Regions from separate parts of the Capra hircus genome. Here region 1 is linked to region 2. A link is a contact called in public Hi-C data. All regions are on one chromosome and are shown on one strand. Each heading gives the region's core, a stretch centred on a gene start, on an enhancer-like site or on the middle of the called end of the contact. The rest is flanking DNA. Distances are from core to core; before and after follow the strand shown. Region 1 holds the start of ADIPOQ (adiponectin, C1Q and collagen domain containing). Region 2 overlaps ST6GAL1 (ST6 beta-galactoside alpha-2,6-sialyltransferase 1).

What was found. Hi-C and Micro-C count contacts between places; a contact is called where the count stands out from the background.
Region 1: a contact with region 2 is called in a Hi-C map of liver, with 2.4 times the contacts expected there. The contact joins the promoter of ADIPOQ here to the enhancer-like site in region 2. A contact is called at or near these places in 3 of 5 Hi-C or Micro-C datasets (blood and liver).

What each region holds. Positions count from the first base shown.
Region 1 is chr1:80,092,959-80,099,376 of ARS1.2, reverse strand. It overlaps ADIPOQ (adiponectin, C1Q and collagen domain containing), which reads left to right and starts at 3,242. Exons shown (of 2, transcript NM_001287573.1): 1 at 3,242-3,449; 2 at 4,355-5,000. The coding sequence starts at 3,251. The coding sequence ends at 4,875.
Region 2 is chr1:79,900,237-79,906,981 of ARS1.2, reverse strand. It overlaps ST6GAL1 (ST6 beta-galactoside alpha-2,6-sialyltransferase 1), which reads left to right. Exons shown (of 6, transcript NM_001285660.1): 3 at 2,574-2,671. Among named protein-coding and RNA genes, the nearest start is that of ST6GAL1, 14 kb to the left of the region's middle. Within about 2 kb of position 2,456, at least 1 of the 5 cell types and tissues checked has an H3K27ac peak or open chromatin away from gene starts, as enhancers often do.

The DNA of each region.
Region 1 (6,418 bases), core at 1,993-4,492, 190 kb before region 2:
GACAGAAATGGTATGGACCTAATAGAAGCAGACGATATTAAGAGGTGGCAAGAATCCACAGAAGAACTATACAAAAAAGATCTCATGATCCAGATAACCATGATAGTGTGATCACTCACCTTGAGCCAGACATCCTAAAGTCCGAAGACAAGTGGGCTTCAGGAAGCATCACTATGAACAAAGCTAGTGGAGGTGATGGAATTCCACCTGAGATATTTCAAGTCCTAAAAGATGATGCTGTTAAAGTGCACTCAATATGGCAGCAAATTTGGAAAACTCAGCAGTGGCCACAGGACTGGAAGAGGTCAGTTTTTATTTCAATCTAAAGAAAGGCAATGCCAAAGAATGTTCAAACTGCCACACAATTGCACTCATTTTACAAGCCAGCAAAGTAATGCTCAAAATTCTCCAAGCCAGGCTTCAACAGTACATGAACCGTGAACTTCCATATGTACAAGCTAGATCTAGAAAAGGCAGAGGAACCAGAAATCAAATTGCCAACATCCATTGGCTCATTGAAAAAGCAAGAGAGTTCCAGAAAAACATCTACTTCTGCTTTATTGACTACACCAAAGCCTTTGACTGTGTGGATCACAACAAACTGTGGAAAATTCTTAAAGAAATGGGAATATCAGACCACCTGACCTGCCCCCTGAGAAATCTGTATGTAAGTCAAGAAGTAACAGAACTGGACATGGAACAACAGACTGGTTCCAAATTGGGAAAGAAGTACATTAAGGCTGTATATTGTCACCCTGCTTATTTAACTTATATTCAGAGTACATCATGTGAAATGCTAGGCTGGATGAAGCACAAGCTGGAATCAAGATTACCAGGAGAAATGTCAATAACCTCAGATATGCAGAAGATGCCACCCTGGCAGAAAGCAAGGAGGAACTAAAGAGCCTTTTGATGAAAGTGAAAGAGGAGAGTGAAGAAGGTGGCTTAAAACTCAACATTCAGAAAACTAAGATCATGGCATCTGGTCCCATCATTTCATGGCAAATAGATAGGGAAATGATGGAAACCGTGAGAGACTTTATTTTTGGGGGCTCCAAAATCACTGCAGATGGTGACTGCAGCCATGAAATTAAAAGATGGTTGCTCCTTGGAACAAAAGCTATGACCAACCTAGACAGCATATTAAAAAGCAGAGACATTACTTGGCTGACAAAGGTCCATCTAGTCAAAGCTATGGTTTTTCCAGTAGTCATGTATGGATGTGAGAGTTGGACTGTAAAGAAAGCTGAGCGCCGAAGAATTGATGCTTTTGAACTGTGGTGTTGGAGAAGACTCTCGAGAGTCTCTTGGACTGCAAGGAGTTCCAGCCAGTGAATCCTAAAGGAAATCAGTTTGGAATATTCACTGGAAGGAATGATGCTAAAGCTGAAACTCCAATACTTTGGCCACTTGATGTAAAGAACTGACTCATTTGAAAAGACCCTTCTGCTGGGAAAGACTGAAGGCAGGAGGAGAAGGGAAGGACAGAGGATGAGATGGCTGGATGGCATCACAGACTGAAAGATGATAGAGCCCCTGCTGATGGGCCATCGAGGTGAAATTCCAGACACAATGCACAATTTGGGGGGTAAGATTACTTATCAGGGATTTTTCTGCATCCCTCATAGAACTTCCTCCTGAAGCCAAATTCAATTCTGGAAGCTTTGCGAAATCTATGAGACAAGCAAACTGATGAAAAAAGTGAGTCTTTAGGGTAAAAAAATACACACGGACCAAGTCTTGTTTAGAGTCAGTTTCTTGGGATTCGCTACATTTCAGACTCCACAGAGGGTATCAGCGATGCCTGTGATCCAGGATCCTGGGACCAGTTTCTCTGTCTGGTGCTTTCAGTAACCTAATAACAGAGGCAGGGACTGAGGGGAACCAGAGGCCCTGTGCACGCAAGGACTGTCTTTCAGGAGGGGGTATGGAGGGCTGGTTCTGAGACAGGGAGTCCCTTGGCCACCTGTGCTCCTAGAGCTTTTTCTCGGGGCTTCCAGAATACATACTCCAAGTGCACTCCATTCTCTTTCCCTCTTCCTGTCTCTTTTCCTCCCTCCTTCCCTCCTCTCTCTGTATTTCCTTTTTTTTTTTTTTTTTTTTTGTACCAAAGGATTTCTTTAGTCCTTGTTTTATACTGGTGGGACTTTCTTGGTGGCTCTGATGGTAAAGAATCTGCCTGCCAAGCAGGAGATGCAGGTTCAATCCCTGAATCAGGTAGATCCTCTGGAGAAGGAAATGGCTAGTCATGCCAGTACTCTTGCCTGGAGAATTCCATGGACAGAGGAGCCTGGTGGGCTACAGTCCATGGGGTTGCAAAGAGTCTGACATGACTGTGCAACTAATAGCCTCCCGCCCCTCTGGGTGTGCTTAATGGGTGAGCAAATAAAAGGACAGTACAGTGCAAGCAGTGCTGTGAAAGATAAGCAAGGGCTCTCGGGGAGGACCGAGGGGGAACAGCAGTCCAGACGGGGGAGGAAGACAGGGAGGACTTCCTAAAAGAGAGGACAGCCCATGTGACCTGAAGTCCATGAGGGATCAGGCAGTGAGGGGGTACAGCTAAGGGGCTGCACAGGCAGAGGTCAGTGGTTAGTCTCATGGGACAGTGTATCTCTGGTTGTCTGACCAAGGCTGTGTGTGTGTGTGTGTGTGTGCGTGTGCATGTGTGTACATGTGTAGTTGTGTGTACAGGTGTAATTGTGGGTGTGTGAGCATGTGTACATGCAAGTATGTAATAAGCCAAATGTCTAACATGTAGCCCAGGAGATGGGGAAAGGAAGAAAGAGAATGGGAGAGAAAGGAGGAACAGACATAGAGAAAAGGAAAAGGGAAGAAAAAGGAGGGAGCCAAGAGAGGGAAGTGGGAGTTGAATGGGATGATCTGAGTCATCGTTCTTGGAAAACCCAAGGGATAGAGTCCTGAGAAATGGACTCTTGGAGCTTTCCCCCTTCCTCATATTGTGCTCAGATCTGAGGAATTGGAGGAGTGCTATCTCACTGTCACTGATGGTGGAAGAAAGGAGATCACACCTAGAAAATAAGGCTAAACACTGAATATTTCAGGGCAGAGAGAGCACAAGGTGGGCTGGAAGAATCAGAAGAATCTTTCCAGAAGAGGTGAGTGTTGAGGGAGCGGGTCTGAGGCAAACTCTGCAGAGCTGGCCAGAGTCCTGCTCGGGTCCTGACGGGGGAGCCGTGTGGGGGTTGCTCTTTTGTGGCTGACAGCGTGGATCTGGGTTCCAGGGCTCAGGATGCTGCTGCTGGGAGCTCTTCTACTGCTGCTAGCCCTGCCCAGTCATGGCCAGGACACCATGCAAGGGCCCCCGCTGCCCAAGGGGGCCTGCACAGGTTGGATGGCAGGCATTCCAGGGCATCCTGGCCACAACGGGACCCCAGGCCGGGATGGCAGAGATGGCACCCCTGGTGAGAAGGGTGAGAAAGGAGATCCAGGTAAGAATAAAGCCTTTGGCACCTTCCCATCACAGACTCCTCCCGGGTAGAGGAAGGCTTCTAAAACTACGAGAGGGCAGTAGTTACTGACTACGGCCCTTGTGCAGGGAAGAAACAAAGCTTTTCGATGTGACCCATAAGCAGCCTAAAGTGAATTGTGGATTGGCCTTCTAGGGGTGAACACACATGGTCCCTTTAAAACCAAGTACCCTTGGCTCTGCTCTACCCACACCATCTTTGCTCTTCCCCATCCTATTTCCCATCTCAGCCTCATCCATCCCTATTCTCAGTCTGCTTACATTCCTATTTTCCTTAATGTCCCCTTAGTTCCCATTCTATCCAGTGGCATTCAACCACACTTCCTGGGACCTCCTGCAGGTCACAGTCCTTTTCTTGGAGAACTCTTGCCCTAGTGCACAGGACTGTTAGACGCTACTACCAGAGGGTCTACACCAAATATGCCAGAGTGAATACGGACAAATGCCCAAAGGGTGGGATAGAGAGAAAATGCCGTTGATGCAGACCTGGATGGACAATGAAGGCTTTCAGGAGGAGGTGGGGCTTGAGTGAGACCTTGGAGGATGGGTATTGGGCCACCTAGACAGAGGGGACAGAAGAGTCCCCTGTGTACGATTGGTTGAGCCTGCACATGAAGTACTGGCAGGGTGGAGGGTCTGTGATGGAGACTTTTGGAGATAAGGTTGGAGAGGAATTTATGGGAGCACGTGTTGTAGGGGGATGTGGAGGAGAAGGTTATGGCTGTCCCTTTTGGGAGCTCTCGTTGATTCCTTGCTTTGTAAGTCAAGCAGATTGTAGGTAGGGGCCACAGGGACAGTGTTTTAGACTGAAACCAACCTAAACAGGAGTTCTGTTCCTTGGGTCACTGAGGTCTTCTTGTTCTCTAGGTCTTGTTGGTCCTAAGGGTGACACCGGTGAAACTGGAATCACTGGGATTGAAGGTCCCCGAGGCTTTCCAGGAGTCCCAGGCAGAAAGGGAGAACCTGGAGAAAGTGCCTATGTATACCGCTCAGCATTCAGTGTGGGACTGGAGAGCCGGGTCACTGTCCCCAATGTTCCCATTCGCTTTACCAAGATCTTCTACAATCAGCAAAACCACTATGATGGCACCACTGGCAAATTCCTCTGCAATATTCCCGGGCTGTACTACTTCTCCTACCACATTACTGTCTACTTGAAGGATGTGAAGGTCAGCCTCTACAAGAACGACAAGGCCCTGCTCTTCACCCACGACCAGTTCCAGGACCAGAACGTGGACCAGGCCTCTGGCTCCGTGCTCCTCTATCTGGAGAAGGGTGACCAAGTCTGGCTCCAGGTGTACGAGGGTGAAAATCACAATGGGGTCTATGCGGATAACGTCCATGACTCCACCTTCACAGGCTTCCTTCTCTACCATAACATCGAATGAGCACCATTAACTCAGAGTCTCCACTGGGCCAAGCAGTGCAAAGTGAAAGAACAGTCCACAGGTCTACAGTGTAGTTAGGAGACCAATTTTATTACCTAGTTGGGGGATTCCGAACATCATTCATTCATTCATTGATCAAGTACCTTTTTTAAGAAATGATATACTATGTTCCCAGGACAGTCTTGAAGAAGACATGTCCCCTGGCCTCAAGGATCTGTTATGTAGTGGTAATGGAAGGGTGATAACATTTACTGGGGAGTTTCACATACATGACAAGATAACTAACTACAAGACAGTATCTGACAATGATATTCTGTGCCTGCTGTTTTCCCTTATGTTCATGTCAATCCTATGAAGTACACAGGAAAATAGTCTTCTCTTTTTTACACTTGCAGTCCTGAGGATGAGAGAGCTGTGTGCCTAAGTCACACAGGCATTAAGCGGCAGAGTTAGAAATCCAACCCAGGGCTGTGGACCTTTTCCAGTATATTGTGTCTGTTTTAAGGACTACATAGCCTTTTGGTAGAGTATTAGTAGGGGTCTCCCACCAACTCATCTGAGGACCTATGAACTGGCCTTCACCACACATTAAGCCTTTCCTTTGAAGCACTCCCTCCGAGAAGGTGGTTCCATGACTAGGTCCCATTCCAGCTGGACTACTCCATACTTCTTCTTCTCTATGTCTTTCCTCAGACCCTTCTCTCTGGCCCAGAAAGTTGACTCCATCTCCACATGTTCACATCTTCCCTATCCCTCAAGACCACCAGGTTAGGAAGCTTGCTTGATGTGATATCTCTTCTTTCCTGCAAGTCTTCCTCACTCCTGGGCCCCTTTGCCTTTCCGCATGTCACCATGGATGAGAGTCCTGGGTTTGCAAGACATCCTCCTGCAGGCCAGGGATAATTACCCACAGAGGATCGTGCTTCCTGCACACTGAGTCCCCTTCCAGGTCCTTGACTGATGCCTCATGAAGATCAAACTCTGGAACCTCCTATCTACCCAGAGTTAACCCCATTTCTGTCTCTCCATATAACCAATCCCTATCTACAAAAACAGTTTTATTTTAGGAACTTCTTGATTTTAAACTCCTAATCTTTGTTCCACTGGATGGCTTGAATCTTTTCCACTGAGGTTAGGGATGACTGTGCTTTCCAGAACACTTAAAGAATTTTCCCTTAGGGAAGTAGCTTGAGCCTGCAATGCAAACCCCATGAAAGAAGTTGGAAACTATTCTTTCTTTGAGCACCAACAGGGTCAGGGGAGACTTGGGCCTCCTGTATCTACTCTTGCTCTTTAAGAAGTATTAAAAAAAGAAATAAAATGAAAAAAAGAAAATGATACCTGAGATGACTATTTTAATTAGCTTGATTGTGGTGATTGCTTCACAAATGTATGTCTATATCAAATCATCAAATTGTACACCTTAAATACATGTACTTTGAATTGTTAAATATCCCACACAAAAAAAGGAATTACAGATAGTTGATGGTGGTAAACATCCTCTCAGGATGAAGATGAGTGATGCTCTTCAAAGATTATAGCA
Region 2 (6,745 bases), core at 1,207-3,706:
TTTCTTGCTCACAACCATTGTCTCCAGTGCCAGGCAGAGAGTAGGTGCTTAATCAGTATTTATTGAAGGAACAAAAACATTCTCCTTTCTCATGGTCAGCCAGGCGCCTATCCCAAGCCTCCCGTACTGGACGTTCTCTATCTGCTGCTCCAAACCCACCCTCCACCCTTTCCTGGGAAGTAGAAATGTAGGCTGTGTCACCTGGGCATTCTTGCCCTTTGGGCTTTCGCTTGGAACTAGACAGTGGCAGCAGGTTTCCCAGGTAGTGCTAGTGGTAAAGAATCTGCCTGCAATGCAGGAGATAAAAGAGATGTGGGTTCAGTCCCTGGGTTGGGAAGATCCCCTGGAGAAGAGCACGACAACACACTCCAGTATTCTTGACTGGGAAATCCCATGGACAGAGGAGCCTCATGGGCTATAATAGTCGAAGAGGCTTCAGAGACCTGGACACGACTGAATGACTGAGCATAGAGATAGTGGACGCACGGGCACAAATCTGAGACTAAGAAGGACAGTGAGGCGGAGTATCTGTCTCCTCCCCCCACCCCTTCCCCGTCCCATCTCTCCTTTTAGAGTGAGTGCAGACTGCTTCTCTTCCTTGACTAAAAGTTTCGGTCCCTGTCAGGTTCTCTGAGTCCTGCTTGCTTCCTTTTCCTTCCAGGCCTGGAGGTAGAGGAGAGGAAGAAAGAGAGGCTGTGCGATGATTCCCTCTGAGCTTCCCGCGGGGTGGCCTCCTGCTGCCTGTAGTGTAGCGGCGGGGTTCCCTGCCGGATCCAACCCCAGGGCATGTCCCATTCCTTGTTTGATTCTGCCTCATTAAACTCCACCCACAACTCTGTAAATAGTCCTTTTATTTGATTCTCAATGACTGCCTTTGAGCTTGCCATTCTTTTCTACCGGGACTCTCAGATTAATCATTTATTCACCTGTGAAATGGGAAAGTGGACTGAAGTTTCTAATGCATCAGCATTTCTAGCTTGGCTACTGCTGGTCACTTTTGAAACCAGTGGTTAATTTCAGCAAAACTGATTGCAATCTGAGTTATCTAAAGATAAACTTGCTGCTCCATTTGTGGTTCTCTGTGCCTGTCTTGTTATCTGATAATATCTAGACTATGAACATTTTATGTAACTTGTAAAAAATTTAGTTTTAATTGGAGGATAATTGCTTTACAATGCTGTATTGGTTTCTGCTGTAAAAGAACGTGAATCAGCTTTTTAAATACATATATCTCCTTCCTCTTATGCTTCCGTCCCATCCCCAACCCCCATCCCACCCATCTAGATTGTTATAGAGCACTGGGCTGAATTCCCTGTGTTATACAGCTAGCTATCTATTTTACACATAGTCGTGTGTGTGTGTATATATATATGTATATATATATATATGCCGATGTAACATAAACCATTTTGAAAAAAATTTTTTTCCCTATGATTGAGGATAGGGTTGTTTTTGTGAATGAGATATCTAGATTGCTGGGGTGTAGGGATATAAAAAGAGGGAGGCTTTCATCCCTTAATTCTGTGGATATTCTCCTTTAGACCCTCTTATATTGAGCCAAAATCCACTCCTACCCTTCTTCTCCTGATGCCACCTTTGTGCATGAATCATCCAAAATCACTCCCTCATGGGAAGAAATTGAACAGAGATTTGGACTGACCTCTAAATCCTGTGCAGATTTCAGTGGTGCACTGAAGCTTGTTTGATCACGTAAGCTTGAAAGGAGCTCTCATAGGGTCAGAGGCTCCAGGTTAAACTGGATCTTAGAAGTCATCAGTTCCTTCCCGCATCAGATTGGTCATTGCAGACAGAGAATCTTCTCCTAGTCTTCCAAACACCGCTTGAACAGCTACAAGGACAGAGAATGAGAGCTGGGGAGTGAGCAGATTTTCAAAAAGATGGTCTATTTGATCTTGGCTGGATTGAAGATTTTATTCCTTACAAACAGCTTTAAAAAAAAGAAAAGAAAATATGGGGTTTAGTTTAGCTCTATGACTTCTTGTTCCATCTCGTCCAGCACCCAGGTTTGTGACCCCTCCAGGGGCTTGGATTCCTAAAGGGAACACTTAGGGAGCTGTCGTGTGCTATGCCCAGCCAGCTTTTCAGAGTGCCATGGGGATACTCTGCCCTTGTGGGTTAAGCCAAGCTTATGGTAAGATCTTTGATTTTCTGATAAGTATAGAAGTATGACCTACAAGTAATACCAAAAGAATGTCTGGTTTGCTCCTTTGGTAACTGGAATAGTGATTCACTGGGGAATGCACTGGCCCTGCCCACGTTGCCTCTGTGCATCATTGAATGGGTTTCAGGAACACCAACGTACGGATCTCTTTAGCCTTCGCAGTGGCTGGGCAGACAGCTGGTGATCTCTGTCTGTGAACCTGACCTGACTGTGCTATACAAATATGGTCACTGTCCCCTGTGTACCATGAGGACATAAAGATTGGGAAGCATTATTCCCTTGCCCTCCTCTTCCTTCTGCCCTCTCTCCCTCCAGACCTTCCCTCTCTCCTCATAGCGCTGATGTTCACGCCGTCATCACTGCTGATGTGTTGTTTCCTTGTGGTTTCCAGATGATCACGATGCAGTCCTGAGGTTTAATGGGGCACCCACGGTCAAATTCCAACAAGACGTGGGCACGAAAACCACCATTCGTCTGGTAAACTCTCAGGTAAAACTTCTTCTGTGCAGAAATACATCCTTCCACAAACATGGGTGGTGCTGACTAGGGTGCAGCCATCAGTACAGAGACTCTGCAAGTAGCCTGTCTGCCATCGAAACCAGCTCTGCCTTTTACGAGCCAAAGAGTCGTGCATCTGTTACTCCTGCCCCTCTGAAGAGGGGAGAATGATAGTGTCTCCGCAGGGTTGTGACGAAGGAGTGAGAAGATCCACACAAAGCACGCAGTGGCTGGCACTTATGTGTCAATGTTATCTACTCTGATATTTACGTGTGCAGAACTGAGTGGCTGTGGAGGGTACATTGGTGAGTGAATTGGACTCAGCCCTGCTCTCATGTAACTTACAGATACAGTCCAGTAGTCATACAGACAAATGTAAAGTTACAACAGATAACTACAAAGAAAAGGGTCAAAGTGCCACCAGAACCGAGAAAGGGGAGTTGTCCCTAGATAGGAAAGTCTGGAATAGCAAGGAGGTGTCTTTGCTGTGCAGGAGGAGTAAGGGGTCATGGTGAGAAGCATGGGAAGAGGCAGGGGCCTGGGGAAGGTCCTGTGTGGAAGGGGACGGGGGGCACCAGGACCCAGGAAGAGGCGAGAGTCTCGGGGGGGTGGGGTGGGGGTCATGTAAAGGGGGATGAGGCTGAAGATAAGAAGGAGCTTGGCCACGGTGCTTGTCTTCTTTGATGCATGCCCACACTTGCATTTGGTAAACATCCCTGGCGTCCAGTGATCACTGTAGTAGATACAGTGGGTCCAGTGGATGGCGGAACACATTTAAGAGGCTCTTGCAATCGTGTGGGCTAGAAATGCTGGCAGTTGTCCCAGAGTGGACATGCAAGTGACTGTGAGAAATGATGGATTTGAGAGCTGTTCCATGTGTGCAGATGACAGGTTCTCTGTGGGGCTGAGTGTGAGAGGTGAAGGGAGGAGGTCACAGATGCACCTGGGCTTCTGGCTTGCGTAACTGGCCAGATAGAGTCACTGAGACTGGAAAGAGTATTGGAGATGTTTTGGGTTGTGAAGGGCTTGGTCAGAGATGGGGGCAGAGATAAATATATATATATATCTTCTGGATATGCTTGATCTGAGCTGCCTTTTATGTATCTGTGAAGAGAGGTCAGACACAGACACAGATGAAGTCGCTCAGTCGTGTCCAACTCTTTGCGACCCCATGGGCTGTAGCCTACCAGGCTCCTTCCTCCATGGGATTTTCCAGGCAAGAATACTGGAGTGGGTTGCCATTTCCTTCTCCAGGGGATCTTCCCAACCCAGGGATCGAACTGGTTCTCCCGCATTGCGGGCAGACGCTTTTTTTAACCTCTGAGCCACCAGGGAAGCCCATGAGGTTGGAGGTCAGTGGGAAGGTTTGGGTGCAGATGAGGGTTTGTAAATCATCTCTTTCTATGTGGCAACAAACAGTGGGACCGAATGAGAGCATTGGAGAGAGTGTAAAGAGAAGAAAAGTCCATGCAGGAGCTTTGGGCAATGAGAGCAGTAAGAAAGAGGTCAGTGCCATTAGATTCTGCTTAAAGGCCAATTTAGATGAAGATTGAAAAGCACCATTCTCTCCTTAGCAAAATGGAGGCCACTGTTGGCCTCAGCAATAGCTAGGTGATGAAGGGAGAGTGATAAAGCCAGAAGCCGGCCTGGAGTATGAGGAGAAGTGAGATAGGTGGAGGATGGCAAAAATGGAGAGTTCCTTCAAGAATTCTGGTTCTGAAGGGCAGAGAGAAATAGAGCAATAGTTGTAGAGAGAGTTGAGGCTTCCAGGGCTCATTTTTGTTCTTTTCATGTTTTAGATTAGAGAGAATTGAGCATGTTTAAAAATCAGTGGAAAGACAGTCACAAAAGGACAAATGCTGTATGTTTCCACATACATGTGGTCCCTGGAGTAGTCAAACTCATAGAGATAGGAAGTAGAATGGTGGTTGCCAGGGCCTGGCAGGAAAGAGGAATTGTTGTTTAATGCATATAGAGTTCCAGTTTGGGAAGATGAAAAAATTCTAGAGATGGATGGTGGTACAACCCAGGTTGTACAACAGTGTGAATGTACTTAACGCCACTGAGCTGTACACTCAAAAATGCTCAGAAGGGTATATCAGAGTCAGTTCAGTTATTCAGTCATGTCCAACTTTTTGTGACTCCATGGACTGCAGCATGCCAGGCTTCCCTGTCCATCACCAGCTTCCAGAGCTTGCTCAAACACATGCCCATCAAGTGGTGATACCATCCAATCATCTCATCTTTTGTCATCCCCTTCTCCTCCTGTCTTCAATCTTTCCTAGCATCAGGGTCTTTTCCAATGAATCAGTTCTTCACATCAGGTAGCCAACTATTGGAACCTCAGCTTTAGCATCAGTTCTTCCAATGAATATTCAGGGTTGATTTCCTTTAGGATTGACTGGTTTGATCTTGCAGTCCAAGTTTCTCTCGAGTCTTCTCCAACAATAAAGTTCAAAAGCATCAATTCTTTGGCACTCAGCATTCTTTATGGTCCAATTCTCACGTCTATACATGACTACTAGAGAAACCATAGCTTTAACTATATGGACCTTTGTTGGCAAAGTAATCTCTCTTCTTTTTAATATGCTGTCTAGGTTGGTCCAGCTTTTCTTCTTATGTTGCATATATTTTATCACACACACACAAATTTAAGTCAATGAGGAAAAAAAAAAAAGTTGATCCAGAAATTGAATATACTAAAAAGAGGTGACAATGAAGTCAATGGTAGGAGTGGTTGGTCCAAAACCTAGCGGAGGATTAACTCCAGCAGGAGCAGGTCAGAAAGGAAGAAGGACTGGGGAGGGGGAGTAGCTGGAGCCAGTCTGTAGTGGAAGACTGAAGGGGCTTCTGTTTTCTCTGCAAAATTAGGATACATTTTATAGGGAGGTGAGGGGAAGAGAGGTTTTAGTAGAGGAGGTCTGAGCCAAGAAGGTTTGAAATTGTCAATGAGGATGGAGTAAACCAGAGGAATGGAGCAGGATCTTTAGGCATGCTGACCACTTTGAGGTTGGGAGCATGGATTCAGAGAGAAATTCAGTTGTGTTTGCTCATAGGTGGTATGACCCACAGGTTAGCAGGCAGCTGCATGTGAGGAAGCATGGAGGAGGCCTGAAAATTCTCTTGGATTTGGAAGGCTACCCCGTTCTTGGGCATCTCTTCTAGGTGTTGGAAAGTCGCTCAGTTGTGTCCCACTCTTTGTAACATCATGGACTATACAGTCCATGGAATTCTCCAGGCCAGAATACTGGAGTGGGTAGCCATTCCTTTCTCCAGGGAATCTTCCCAACCCAGGTATCAAACCCAGGTCTCCTGCATTGCAGGTGGATTCTTTACCAGCTGAGCCACCAGGGAAGTCCTCTAGGTGTTTAGTGATGAATTAAACCTCAATCCTCAAAGATTCTGAAATTTTAATTTCTAGCAATTGCTCTCCTGGGTATACATGCAAAGAAAACCAAAACAATGCTGTGAGAAGATCCATGCACCCCAATGTTCACTGCAGCATGGTTTACAATTGCCAAGACATGGAAGCAACCTAGATGTCCATTGACAAATAAATGAATTAAGAGGATGTGGTATATACACAATTGAATATTACACAGCCATAAAAAAGAATGAAAGTTTGCCATTTGCAACAACGTGGATGGACTTGGAGGATATTATGCTAAGTGAAATAAGTCACACAGAGAAAGACAAACGCTGTATGATATCGCTTATATGTGGAATCTAAAAAATAAAACAAGTGAATATAACAACAAAACAGACTCATAATATGGAGAGCTAGTGGGTACCAGTGGGGAAAAGAAAGTGGGACAGGGGATTAAGAGGTAGAAACTACTAAGTACAAAATAAAAGGCTACAAGGAGATATTGTATAGTGCAGGGAATATAGCCACCATTTCATAGTAACTTTAAACATAGTTGCTACGGTGTGATTAACACAGTATATAATATTGTTTATCAACTATGCCTCAATAAAAGAAAATAAATAAAGCCAAGGTAGGTTTGCCTGAGAATTACCTTGATAGACCTTGATCCGATTTCTCCCTCAGCACATCCTGCATGA